Linked DNA regions of Ovis aries: region 1 is linked to region 2. The links are chromatin contacts, called in public Hi-C maps. All regions are on one chromosome and are shown on one strand. Each heading gives the region's core, a stretch centred on a gene start, on an enhancer-like site or on the middle of the called end of the contact. The rest is flanking DNA. Distances are from core to core; before and after follow the strand shown. Region 1 holds the start of TOB1 (transducer of ERBB2, 1). Region 2 has its middle 77 kb from the start of TOB1.

The links. A called contact is a pair of places that touch in the nucleus more often than the background predicts.
Region 1: a contact with region 2 is called in a Hi-C map of hypothalamus, with 4 times the contacts expected there. The contact joins the promoter of TOB1 here to the enhancer-like site in region 2. A contact is called at or near these places in 11 of 16 Hi-C or Micro-C datasets (blood, hypothalamus, liver and 5 more).

The regions. Positions count from the first base shown.
Region 1 is chr11:35,622,387-35,628,399 of ARS-UI_Ramb_v3.0, reverse strand. It overlaps TOB1 (transducer of ERBB2, 1), which reads right to left and starts at 4,358. Exons shown (of 2, transcript XM_015098694.4): 1 at 4,067-4,358; 2 at 467-2,390. The coding sequence starts at 2,249. The coding sequence ends at 1,221.
Region 2 is chr11:35,544,038-35,550,440 of ARS-UI_Ramb_v3.0, reverse strand. No RefSeq gene overlaps it. Among named protein-coding and RNA genes, the nearest start is that of TOB1, 77 kb to the left of the region's middle. Within about 2 kb of position 1,625, at least 26 of the 54 cell types and tissues checked have an H3K27ac peak or open chromatin away from gene starts, as enhancers often do. A contact at or near this core is called in hypothalamus, liver and muscle, where this site is marked.

The DNA.
Region 1 (6,013 bases), core at 3,109-5,608, 75 kb before region 2:
TCTTTAAGTAGTCAGGTGAGCTGCTTTGTCAAGCAAGTTTTCTGAGCTATTCATCTCCCATGCAGAAAAAGAAAATTGAGCCAATGATTTCTTTCTCCATATACATTTCAAATAAATTCTCTCAGTTTACATTAGAGAATTTCATTTTATCACCTGACTCCATCTTAGACGTTAGTGTGACACAATTTTAGTAAGGTTAACTTGCCTTAAGCATACCACCCTTGTTGCAGGGAGACATGTGGGCTGAACAGTTAGTTGCTAAAAACAAAGCTGTCCCAAGTGTTGCTCAGGTTAAGCACAACTTTTTATTTATATGGTAAGCTACTATCTGTGCCCTAGTAGGGCAACTGCTTTCCATTATAACTTTGTGATTCAATGAGTCAGATCTTTCTGCTGTATCAGCATTTACAACATAATTCCAGAATTAGATCTTTGGCAAAGACTTAAAAACAAAGACCACAATAAATGTTTTTAATTTTAAAGAATTTTAATACAAACTTAATATAAACTATTTCAGTCCCTCTTAACATATAAGACACTGACTCAAAATACTTTTATACCATTTTTTCAAGTATTGCACAATATAGGTACAAAATTAATATTTACGATTACATTTTCTTCCATAATATATAGCAAAAATTTTTAAACCTTTAACAGAAAATACTTTTTTTTGAAAAAGCAAATATTCGTACATTTTAATTCCACCACTAAAGGAGTATCCTGTACACAATTTTTAGAACAGGTGATGTCTTTGAGATGGATATTTTACAATTTCAGTAAAAAAAATACAACATGAAGCTGCTGTCACAGATCACTGTAGTAAAAAGATATAAATGCAATACCATGTCGTAGAAACAATATATATATCCTCTGATATTTTACAAACTTTGTACTAAATTAAATTATACAATTAGAAAAGACCAATAAACCCACTTATTAGTGCCAATTTTTTATAATAAAAAAAATCAGCCATGTCCTTGCTATATCTTAAATACTGTAAGAGGCCATATCTGAGAGTATACTTTAAAATATACAGTCAGTATAAAATAACTTTGTGCTTGGTTGGCAATGAAAAATGATGCATGTTTTATTTTTGTAACCAAGCTTGAATGTATCCTTACTATAAGCTTTTTTAAAAAAAAGAAAAAACTCAAGGAGGTTATTAAAAAAAAAATCCCCCTTGGGCCCAACCATTTTAACTTGTACATTTTTCTCTTTTTTTAGTTAGCCATAACAGGCTGGAATTGCTGGTTAGAATACTGCATGTTATTTAAGCTAAAATTCAAGCCATCTACAAAAGACTTCTCGTTGAGGCCTCCATAGGCCGCAAATACATCAAAGGCATTACTGTACTGGAGAGGACTGAGGTTAAGGGGGCTGTCACCTGGGAACATTCCATTGGTACTACTACCTTGACCCTGCATATTAGGAAAAATAAATTCCTTGGCATTAGGAGAAAGAGCAGAGGTTTTCTGCTGTTGCTGCTGCTGTGGTGGTGGTGGTGGCTGGGATGGCTGCTGCTGTTGCTGCGGCTGCTGCTGGTTACCCAGGCCAAGCCCATACAGAGAGTGCATTGAGGAAGAGATGGCTTTCTGCTTCAAGAGGTCATTCACATTCAAGCCGAGGTTAATAGGAGAAGTACGTGCAACCTTGTTGCTGCGGCCACTATTCTTCATTTTGGTAGAGCCAAACTTGGTGGCAGCGAAAGTGGCAGTAGTAAAGGTTAAAGGCTGAGTGGACCGGGGCATGAAGGTAGGGCTTACAGCAGCAGAGTGACCAAAGGGAGGCGATGGAGAGCTGGACACTGATGAGGCTGGGTCACTTATGGGCATAAAAACCTGGGCCTCTGGGTTAAAGCTGTTTTTGATCTCCTTATCCAACTCGCATCCATTTTCATTATTATCATCCACATAAAGCACCTTCACTGGTCCCTTTTCACCAATTTGGTAGGAAACCTCAAACGGGTCAATCCAAACACTAAGATCCTGTGGCAGATTGCCACGCACATCATCAATGTCCAAACCACTCTCTTTGGATGCTTGTTCAATCACTGGGTCCACTTTCTCCCCTATGTGTATACATCTAAACCCTGATCCTTTGTATGGCTTTTCAGGATACCAGTGTCCTTCATATTTCTTCTTAAGAAGTCTTTCAAGCTCTTCACCAAAAATGTTGACACGTCTTCTGGGAAGCTTATTATACAGATATGAAATAATAAAATTTAGTGCGACTTGGATTTCAAGCTGCATAGCTGCTACGCCACAAAATCAGGTTTGTGTTTCAACTCCCCCCTTGACACACACACAAAAGTTCAGTTTGTGGCAGAGAAACAAATTTTCACTCAAAGTGCTGGTATTAGTAGATATCCTTCACCTCAAGCAGTCTTGCTCCTTAAAGAAAACATAGAAAACAAAAGAAAACATGTCCACGTAAGATAAACATTAAGTTCCACAACCCTTTTTTACCCCCAGAGTAATTTCAGTTTTGAAAAAGTCTAATAAGCTAGAAAGTCTGAAAAATCTAATCAACACAAAATGTACGAACTTACCAATAGAAAATTGTCTACTGAAGACCAAAATCTTGGGAAAACAAGATCTACAGTTTAAAATGTGCAAAACAAAACCCTATTATTTACTTTGTTTCTGAATCGAGTTCTAAGAGGAAAAACACTTTCAGAATATACAGCATATTCTTTTTCTTCTTGCAGTTCTCAGAAGAATATTTATTGGAAACCATACTAAGCACACCTGTATATGCTTGTTTTAAACGTTGGTCATACTCCTATTCACTAGTTTAGAAATGAATTCTGTATTTCAGTTAATTCTGGACATATACGTCTTAAATCTGCTTTATTATCAAACAATCCCAAAATGTGAGATGTAAGGAAAAATTTCAAAGTACATGATACAACCTCTTCTCTATACTATTTAATGTGTATTTTTCTAAATCTGAAAATACTTCTTGTGCATCAAGTATAACAAAAGAAACAACTAACTTCGAACTCTATTGACTATTCTGTTTAAAGGGTAGGGTTTCTGAGTTTTATTCTGATTTTCAAAACCAACTCCCTCTCTCACGATAAGAGAACAGCCGAAGAGGCATGTACGATAAGGTCGACCTTTAAACGTTTGCTGGATCAGCACTGGGTGGGGATAAGAAAAGATCAAGGGCAAACAAGGTATTTGCAAAAGGGATCTATCTGTACACTCAGGTTGATTTAAAAGGACATTTAAAAAAATCAAGTTGGTATTAACCCGTCTGTTTCATTTTCCATATTCTTGGTGATAAAGGGAAAAGAATCCCAGGCTGCCCCCAAACTACAAACACTTTCCAAGCTCGTGTGCTGGCAAAGGCAGCTGATTAAGCCAAATTGCGTGAAGGTGCAGTCGAGCGAAATTCAGGCTCGGTGAAAGGTAGTTTCAAAGCAACGCCTTAAAGACGGGAGCAAGAAGAATTACATAAACAGCCAGTTGGGTCTCATTAGATTTCTGCTCACAGCCTTCGGAGCCAAGCGCTACAGCAGCAGCAGCAAGAGGAGGAGGTGGTGGTGGAGGAAAGCCACGAGAAATGGAAAAGGGACCACTCGGGGCCGGGGGCTGGACACCCGGCGGGTCGCGGCGCCGGTCGCACCAGGTCAGCCGCTCCCCTCCCCCCCGCCGTAACCCGACCCGCCGCTCCCTGCCCCCCACTCCGAGGTTCCTGGGACCCAGCCAGAGTCCGGGGAGCACCAGCTCCTCGGCACCATTTTCAGGCCCGGCGGCCCCGCGGACTCCAGCATTCCCCTCGAGCTCGCCGCTGCTCCCGGGCGCCCCAACCCCCGATTCCCTTCAGCTCGCCCCGGACAGCCCTTCCCCGGTGACCTGGCCCTGCCGAGCCCGATTCGCCGGCCAGCCCCGCCTCCGGGGCGCGCCGGAGACCCTCGGAGCCGCCTCCGACCGGGTGTCGGGAGCCGGTCCCCACCGCGCCCGGGCCGCGACGCCGCCATCCCAAGCCCCGAGGGCCCGGGGCTCGAAGCCGCTGCAGCCCCTCCTCCTCTTAACCCCGCCCGCCGCCCCTAGATACTTACGGGCTGCTTCCACCACAGACCCGGCCGCTGGGCGGAGAAGGGGAGGCGGGGCGGGGGCAAGGAAGGGTCGGCGGCGACGAGCTGGCCGGGCAGACTGCACGCCGACGCCGCCGGGAGGAGGCTGCGGAGGACCGGGGCCTCAGGAATTCGCCCCTTCTGGCTCGGAGTGGCAAGGACGGGGTCAGGCGAGCCCGCTCACTTCTCCACACAGCCCGGTGCCCGGCCCAGGGTGCCCGGTCCAGTGTCCCCCTAGAGCGCCCACTCCGCGCCGGGCCAGAGCTTCACTCTTTCTGCTGCGGCGCGCGCCCCGCCTCTCGTTTTATATTCTCTTCCCCACCCCCATCCCCTCCCGTAGGGATGTGCGCGCGCGCCTCACGTCACACAGCTCCGGGTAGCGTCACCATTCCCCGCCCTCCCACCCGGTACCCTGGACCCAGGCCGCTGGCTCCGCCCCTGCCCTGCCTCCGGACGCCATTGGTCAAGTCCCGCCGGCCCAAGTCCTGACAGGCCGCGGAGGGCCGGGTGGGCAAGGCCACACCTCTTGGTCTCCAGGGTGGCCAATGAACCGATGATCTTCCAGACACTGTGGGCAGGATTAAGAGAAAATTTGGAAAGGGATTGGGGGAGAGACATGCCAGAGAGGACGACAGAAGTGGTTTGGGGCGGCCACCTCTGGGTCTAGGCGGAGAACTGTGGAGAAGGGGGGAGGGGAGCGAAGCTGGGGGCGTAGCAGCGAGGTGAACAGGGAGAAGAGCCCAAGACGCCGAGAGGGAGGGGAGAATGGACAAAGAATGTGGGATTGTGGCCAAGGAAAAGCCCACTCGTTGACGAGCTAACAAGTATCGGCCTCCAGTGCACACAGGAGAGTCCAGAAAAGGGGAACTATGAGAGGGACTCTTGTACTGATTGAATATTAATCACCTCAAGGGCCTAGGCCAACTGCCATTCACAGAGGGGCAACTGCAGAACCCAAAGTTGCCGTGCCAGGCTGGGGGTGGGGAAGGGAGACCGCCTGGCCACACCTCCCGCCTAGGTGACAGTTTAACTGCCTCCGCATCCCACATCAGACCTCCCCGTGCGACCCGGCAGCAACTCGGATGTGGGGGTGGCTTGCGACTAAGAAGAACCACATTTTATTCCGAATGTCCCAATCCAGGCCTCCATGCCAAATTGTGTACGTATATGTGTATATATACGCATGCGTGTATTTCTAGTGCCTACCTTAACGTAAATACACATAATAAACACGGTGCCGCCTTGTGTTTTGCGTTTAAGATAATTTTCAGTTGAAATCTGGGCGAGTACATAGGAACTGGGGAAAGAGAGGGCCTCAAAGGGGGCGGGCAAGCTCTCTTTTCACAACCTGCAGCAGAGAAATACGCGAAGTTACACTGGGAATGGAACCGAGAGTCCCTCTCCGGCTAAAAATATTACTCACGGGTAGCAACGACGCCTGATTGGCCACCCTTCTCCTTAGCAACCAGGCTATTGGCTGTCTGGTATCCAGGAGACCGACGTCAAATTTGCACAGGGAAAGGCGGAGAGAAAAGTCTACGCGGAGAGAAGGCTAGGAGAAAGAGAAGCAAGGAATGAAACGCCGGTCACCTGGCCTTCCCGTCGCCCCATTCCTGTGCACTTCAAGAAGTGCTTCCTGGGAAAACAACTGGGTCTCCGCCTTCCCCTCAAAACGGAGAGGCCGGCACTCTGAAACTACCACAAGGAAGTTAAATCGCAGTTCACCGAACAGTGGGGTGTTGGCTCAACCAGCTATGTAGACCAGCTGCGCTGTTCGGGGACAAACTCGCTTTATGGACGCAAAATCTCGTCGTGGCTTTTTTACCCTCCAACCTGACTTTATTGCCCCGCTCTGCTCACCTTTTAGAAGGAACAGAATTGAAAAGGGGTATTTCTAAAGCCTCAAAGTGTGGAAGAGGAGGAGGGAAGATG
Region 2 (6,403 bases), core at 376-2,875:
CTGTGGGAAAATGAGAAAAATAAGGACAATATAATGAGGTTTTCATAAAGATTTTCATCAGTCTGAAGGACTGTCCTCTTACCTGAGTTGTGTATTTTCCTGTGTGTATGTGTGTGTCTTAAAGGACTTTTCCTTTGACATTTCCTTTTAAAGTCCTTAACTCAGCAAAATGAAAAACTGGTGACCAGATCAGATCCTAAATTGTTGTTTTGGAAATATTACTGACCTGAGAAATCTGAAGACTGGGAACCACTGAGCTAGCTCTTAGTTCTTGGTGGGACCAGACATAGAAGTTGTTTTTTAATTGAGGGATAATATCTGAACAGCTGGAAAAACTCAGGGGGAAAAGGGAACGGGTGGGGTTCCTGCCCAGATTCAGCCCCACAGCCCAGGCATCCCCAGGAAACTTGAGCAAAAGGAGTATTTGAGTAACTGTACAGGGAATTCTGAGAAAGGCCTCAGGGCCAGTTCTCTATGCCACACACCCTCAGCCTCTTCTGTGATCCAGAGACAGGTGCAAATATTCCCTTAAACTTCACCCCTGCCTTCCCCAGCCCTCTCAAGGCTGGTTCCAAAATAGCCCAGGCCCTGGAGGAGACGTCATGGGTTAGGCTGGCTGCCTGCCCCTCAGAGAGGGCACGTTGGTAATGCCAAGGCCAAATATAGAGGGACACAGGACACCAGAGGGGGCTTGGGGCTTGAGGAACCATGTCAGCTTCAAGATGCCTACCCTACCCCCTCCTCTTCTGAGCCCCGAGCCCCAGAGCAGCTGGGAGGCAGTGCCTCCTGGCCTGGCCATGGCCCTGGAACATGTCTTAACAAGTCCTGATTAGAGCTGGAGGCGGGCTAAGGGGGTGCAGGGCCTGGGCTGGGTGTGAGCATGGGGACACCGCCTCCATCTGGGGGTCTCTCAGTGGTTTTATAGGCGTCACTTCCCACAAGTTGCACTGAGATCAGGAGGCTCAGGAGACAGGGGAATTAGGTGCCTCCCAGGCAGAAGCACTCTTGCCTTCCTTTCTTCCCAGCTTCTGAAGGAGACCAAGGCCATAAACCTGGGGGTTGGAGGCAAAGAAGAGTACAGGTAACCATGCCAAACCCCAATAAACCACTGGTTCAATCGGACTGCATATAATTAGTCCTGATCGCCAAGGTTGCCTCCACCCTTCACTCCCAGGAATTAAAAGTCAAAGGGCAGAGCTGCTGACGCAAATGTCAGGGGAGACAGGCACTTTGGATCAGCTGGGATCCTGTTCCCTGGGCTCTGCCGCTCTGGCGCCTTGGACATGGCGTCTTCCGGGCCAGGCTCCAAGAGCCCGGTGTCCATACAGGGAAGGGGGTCCACTGCCTCCCCCTCTTCCCGGTTCTAAGATGAACTGTATCTGGTTGGAGGTTAATCAGAAATTTCTGTGACATGGCATTGCCAATGCCTGGGGAATTGGGGAGAAGCAGCAGCTCAGTATCTTGTGAGCCCCTCTCCTTCCCACACCTAAAAAGGAGGAAGAGAACTCTGCCCTCCCTTCCAGGGGGCTGGCTCCCTAAAACCCGATGTCTGCCCCCCAAGGTTGCCCCTATAGCAGGCAAGCCCTGGGCAACTGCACTGTGGTCTGTGCACCAGTGGTGACCCCCAGTGGCCAGCGTGGGACTTGGGTTACTGCAGAGCTGACGCTGAGCTCAGCCCGGAGCAGTGGCTGGGGAGCTCCAGGGTGTGCAAGGTTTAGGGATTTGATTTTGGCAAGAGGGCTGTTGGCATTTTGAAGTATTTTTGGATGTGCTGATTTTTCCTGATTGAACTGTGGCTGGATCTTGGCCTAGAAGGTCCTACTGTTGGCAAATCAGCTCCAACATGTCTAAGAATGTGCTCATCTGCTAGCCCTGAACCTGTTCCTCCTCCTGACTTCCCTGTTTCTATTAAAAGCATCATCACCCTCCCAGTCCTTCAGGCTCTGAACCTCAAACCTCCGAGTCATCTTCCACGGCTCCCCACACTGGGCTGGGTACCTGGTCCTGCCCCTCCTTGCTCTGCAGGTCACTCTAACAACCCTCTCCCTGGTACTTATGGCCACTGCCCCAATGAGTGGGCCTCTCACCTGAGCAACCACCATTCTCAACATGCCTCTGGGCCAGACCTGGGTACATGACTGGTCCTCCACTTACTCGCTGTGTGACCTTGAGCAAGTTACTTATCTTCTCTGAGCTCAGCTTCCTCAGTTGTAAAATGAGGATAATAATTACAGTTTCCACCTCAAAGAGCATTGCAGAAATTAAATGACAGAATATACATAAAGAATCTGTCACATAGGAAATGCTCAATGCATGTGAATTATGAGAGATCATCCATCCAGTCCAATTTCTCCAGGGTAAACAAGTAAACTGAGGTCAGAGGCTGAAATGAGAGCTGATGTCTGCAATTGAGTTCTAGGCGTCTTCACAGCTTGCTACAGTGCAGGCTGAGTAGAAGTTCCTGAAGTCTTGAAGTTCTTCCATTGCACCCATCACCATGTTCTAAACCCAGAACCAAAGGCCACCTTCTGAGTTCACCTTCTTTAGGGGCAGGTATTCCTGGTAAGTGTTGAGGTCATGCAGCCACAGCAAATATTCTCTGGGATGAGACAACTACAGGTCACGTCCAGTGGCTGAGTAAGGCTGGTCGGGTTGGCCTGGCCTAGCTGCCTCCCTGGGGCCGCTAGGCACACAGCAGAGGTCCAAGGAGGGCAAGCTCTTCCTCTTGCAACCCTGCCCTCACATCCCTCTCCCAACTCATGCTCACCCCACCTCTAGTCCCCAGCGACCTTGGTTTGGGGGTCAGAGGGAGGGGGCAAGCTAATTCAGCTGGCTTCCCATTAAGGCACAAATGAGCACCTGAAGTCCACAACCTCATTGAAATGAAAGGTGAGAGCCTTGTTCTGGGAAGTTTTAAAAGGGACTTTTCTGCACAAAGCAGCAGCTGTAAGAAAAGCAGATGATCCAGGTTCAAACATAGGCCTATCCTAGGGCCCCTGGACACTTACTGTCTAAGACAGTGGCTCTGGAACAGGGATAGTTTTGTTCCCAGGGACATCTGGCAATGCCCGGAGACAGTTTTGGTTGTTATAACTTGGGAGGGGGCGTGTGCATCTTCTCCTGGCATTTAGTGGGTAGAGGCCAAGGATTGCTACTAAATATCCCACGATGCACAGAACGACCACACGACAGAGAATTCTTCAACCCAGAGTCACCAGTGCCCAGGTTGATAGAAGCCCTGGACAAAGAGCCTTTGTCCAAAGAGGGGAACCCTTGCCTCAGAGCTGTCCTAAATATTGAGGGAAGCAATGCATTTGAAGATCCCAGGACTGGGCCTAGTTCATGCATGTTGCAAGGAACCTTTCTCTGCTGAGGCCTTTTCCTGGTCTGGGATATACCTGACGGTGGGCGGAGGTAGAGTGGGCACATATTCTGTCCCTCACATGAGATCTTTCTGGACAGTCTGGTGCTCACCTGCAAACCCTTTCAACAAGGAAAACGCAGGCTCCGGCAGAAGCCTACTGTCTCAGCAGGTGAGTTCTGTGGGAAATGGGCACTCGCCATTCCGCTTGTGGGCTCGTGAGGTCTCCCTATGACCCACCGACCTACCCCTTTCACTTGAGACTGTGAGACAAAGAGTGGGGAGAGGATAGGAGGCAAAAAATCCCCAAAGAAAACCCCACGTCCTCCAAGCTGTCCTCAGACCTAGTAGATAGCCCAGGAGGAAGACGTGTTTAGAAGAAGCCCTGCACAAAGGCTGGTGTGAAGCCAAGCCAAGGATTGAGCAGGCCCTCCCTGCCACTCACCTCAGTTGGCACCAGGCTCTCCTTCAGCCTCAGCAGCTGTGGGGTCGTGTCTTCTCTACAAAAATCCGTCCCAAGTAAGCGATTACTTTCTCCTCTGGGATGGGACTGATGAACCCAGATCAGAATCCCCATAGCCTGGTCTCTGAGCTCTGTTTTGCTGGTCTACCCAGCAAGTATTAATGTAATAGATTATTGGACTATGGCCTTGACAGAAGACAGGAAGGGTCAGGCCGGCTGATAGAGACGAGACCCTGAGAACCTTTCTAACATTGCTCATTTGTGTGGTCTGGGGACCTGGGGGATTAAAATCACACCCTCTCTCTGCATCTCAGTTTAAGGCACTGTTCAGTGGGGACACCGCCACCTTCCAAACCTCACTGATGCCGTGAGACAAGACATGGGTGGGTTTCTGAGTCTGGAAACCCAGACTCCAGGACACACTCAGACATACAGCTGTTCTCAAAAAGGAAGCACCTGCCATGGGAGAAGGGCAAGGCACCAAGAGCTGGGGAAAGAGACCACCCAAGGACTTGAGACTCACTGAGTACCATTGAAAGGGCCTAATAAAAGGATCTGTTCTGAATCTTCAGGTTGGAGCTGCCTCCCACCACCGGGATCCCTTTTCTGGGGAAATACTGGTTGGTTTTTTTTGGCCTCGCAGTGTGGCTTGTGGGTTCACCCTCGGGCCCAAGACAATGAAAGCATGGAGTCCTTACCGCTGGACTGCCAGGGAATTCCCTTTGGGGAACATTTATGGGCTTCCTGTCCAAGGAATCATCCCATCATAAAAGCTCTGGGCCCAGACTGCTCACCAAAAGTTCCTTCCAAGGACCCTCAACCATCTGGCTGTTCCAACTCCCAGCTTTCTTGTCACTTTTTAACACCACAAACTTTCTGACATCCTCCCCTAGCTTTCCCCTTCCTCAACTGGCTTTTATCTTGCACACTCCCAGACAGTGGGATCTGTCTGGGAGCACAGGTGGCTGGGCAAGGGTGGACAGGCTCCGAGTACCCTGTTGTCACAGGGTCTGTCTCTCTGACCCCGGAGTAATAGTGGTGGTGAGCGACAGGAAGCTGTGTAGGGGGCCTCTCCCACCCATCATAGCCACCTGCGGGCCCTGGAGCAGCCCTGACCCCTCTCAGGCATTGAACTCCCCAGGTATGAGAGTGGCAAAAATCCCTGTTCCCTAGGTCTGTGCCTGTGCCCCAGTTCCCATCTCGCCTGTGTGTGTGTGTGTGTGTGTGTGTGTGTATTCCCTAGGTCTCTGTGCCCTGTTCCCATCTCGTGTGTGTGTGTGTATGTGTGTGTGTGTGTATTCCCTAGGTCTGTGTCTGTGCCCCTGTTCCCATCTCGCCTGTGTGTGTGTGTGTATTCCCTAGGTCTCTGTGCCCTGTTCCCATCTCACGTGTGTGTGTGTCTGTGTATATTTCCTAGGTCTGTGTCTGTGCCCGTTCCCATCTCGCCTGTGTGTGTGTGTGTGTGTGTGTGTGTATTCCCTAGGTCTGTGCCCCTGTTCCCATCTCACCTGTGTGTGTGTGTGTATTCCCTAGGTCTGTGTCTGTGCCCCTGTTCCCATCTCGCCTGTGTGTGTGTGTGTGTGTGTGTGTGTGTGTGTGTTTGTATATTTTGACTGGTCTACAGCACTTAAAGGCCAAGGGGGAGGCACTCCCTGTGAATTCCTGTTCATTCCCTGCCCCAGGGCTGGCTGGCCTTATCTCCCTCCTCACCTGCCTCATCTGCAGGAGAGGAGACTGGAGGGTGCGCTTGGAGATTTATTCCAGTCACAGATTCTCTCCCTCTAATCCTTACCCCCTCCCCTTCTCCCTTTTCAGCAGTGGTTATAAAATCCAGGAAATAAATGTGGATTGATGGCCTATAAAGGGCTTAGTTAGTGCCCTGACCTACTGAATTATGTAACTCCTATTTATTATCGGCCTTGGATGAAGTTTCTATTGAAGCAACTCACTAAGCTGATTCCATGACATTTCTTTTAACCTCATTCAGAGGTGGCAGTAGCAGAAATTCCTTTGCAGCTTCAAAGAACAGAATTGGTGGTGTGGACACTTTCAAAAATCCCCTTCTTTAATCCTTTGGGTCAATGTTTCTCTCTTACCCATGGCAACCCCTGCTCACCTCAGCAGGGTTCCAGGCTCTAGACCACCGGCCTAGGTTACAGGCTGCCTTGGCTGGGGAGGCTCAGAAAGGGTGTCTTCCCTGTCCCTGGTGAATGAAAGGAGTGAGAACTCTGGGCTATGAGAGTCTAGAGGCAGTCTAGCTGAAAGAAAGAGTCAATCTCTGCTGCTGGATAACAGCCACTCTGGGCCTCTGCTTGCTTGTTAGATGACTCTTTGTGACCTTGTGGACTGTAGGCCACCAGGCTCCTCTGTCCATGGGATTCTCCAGGCAAGAACACTGGAGTGGTTGCCAATCCCTTCTCCAGGGGATCTTTCCAACCCAGGAATTGAACCCGGGTCTCCCTCACTGCAGACAGATCGTTTACTATCTGAGCCGCCAGGGAAGCCCAGCAGCAAAGTGAGCCGGATTACCCGTCTGCAGTCTGGCCTTCAGTAGGCGCCCTCCTTGATCTGGGCTGGCC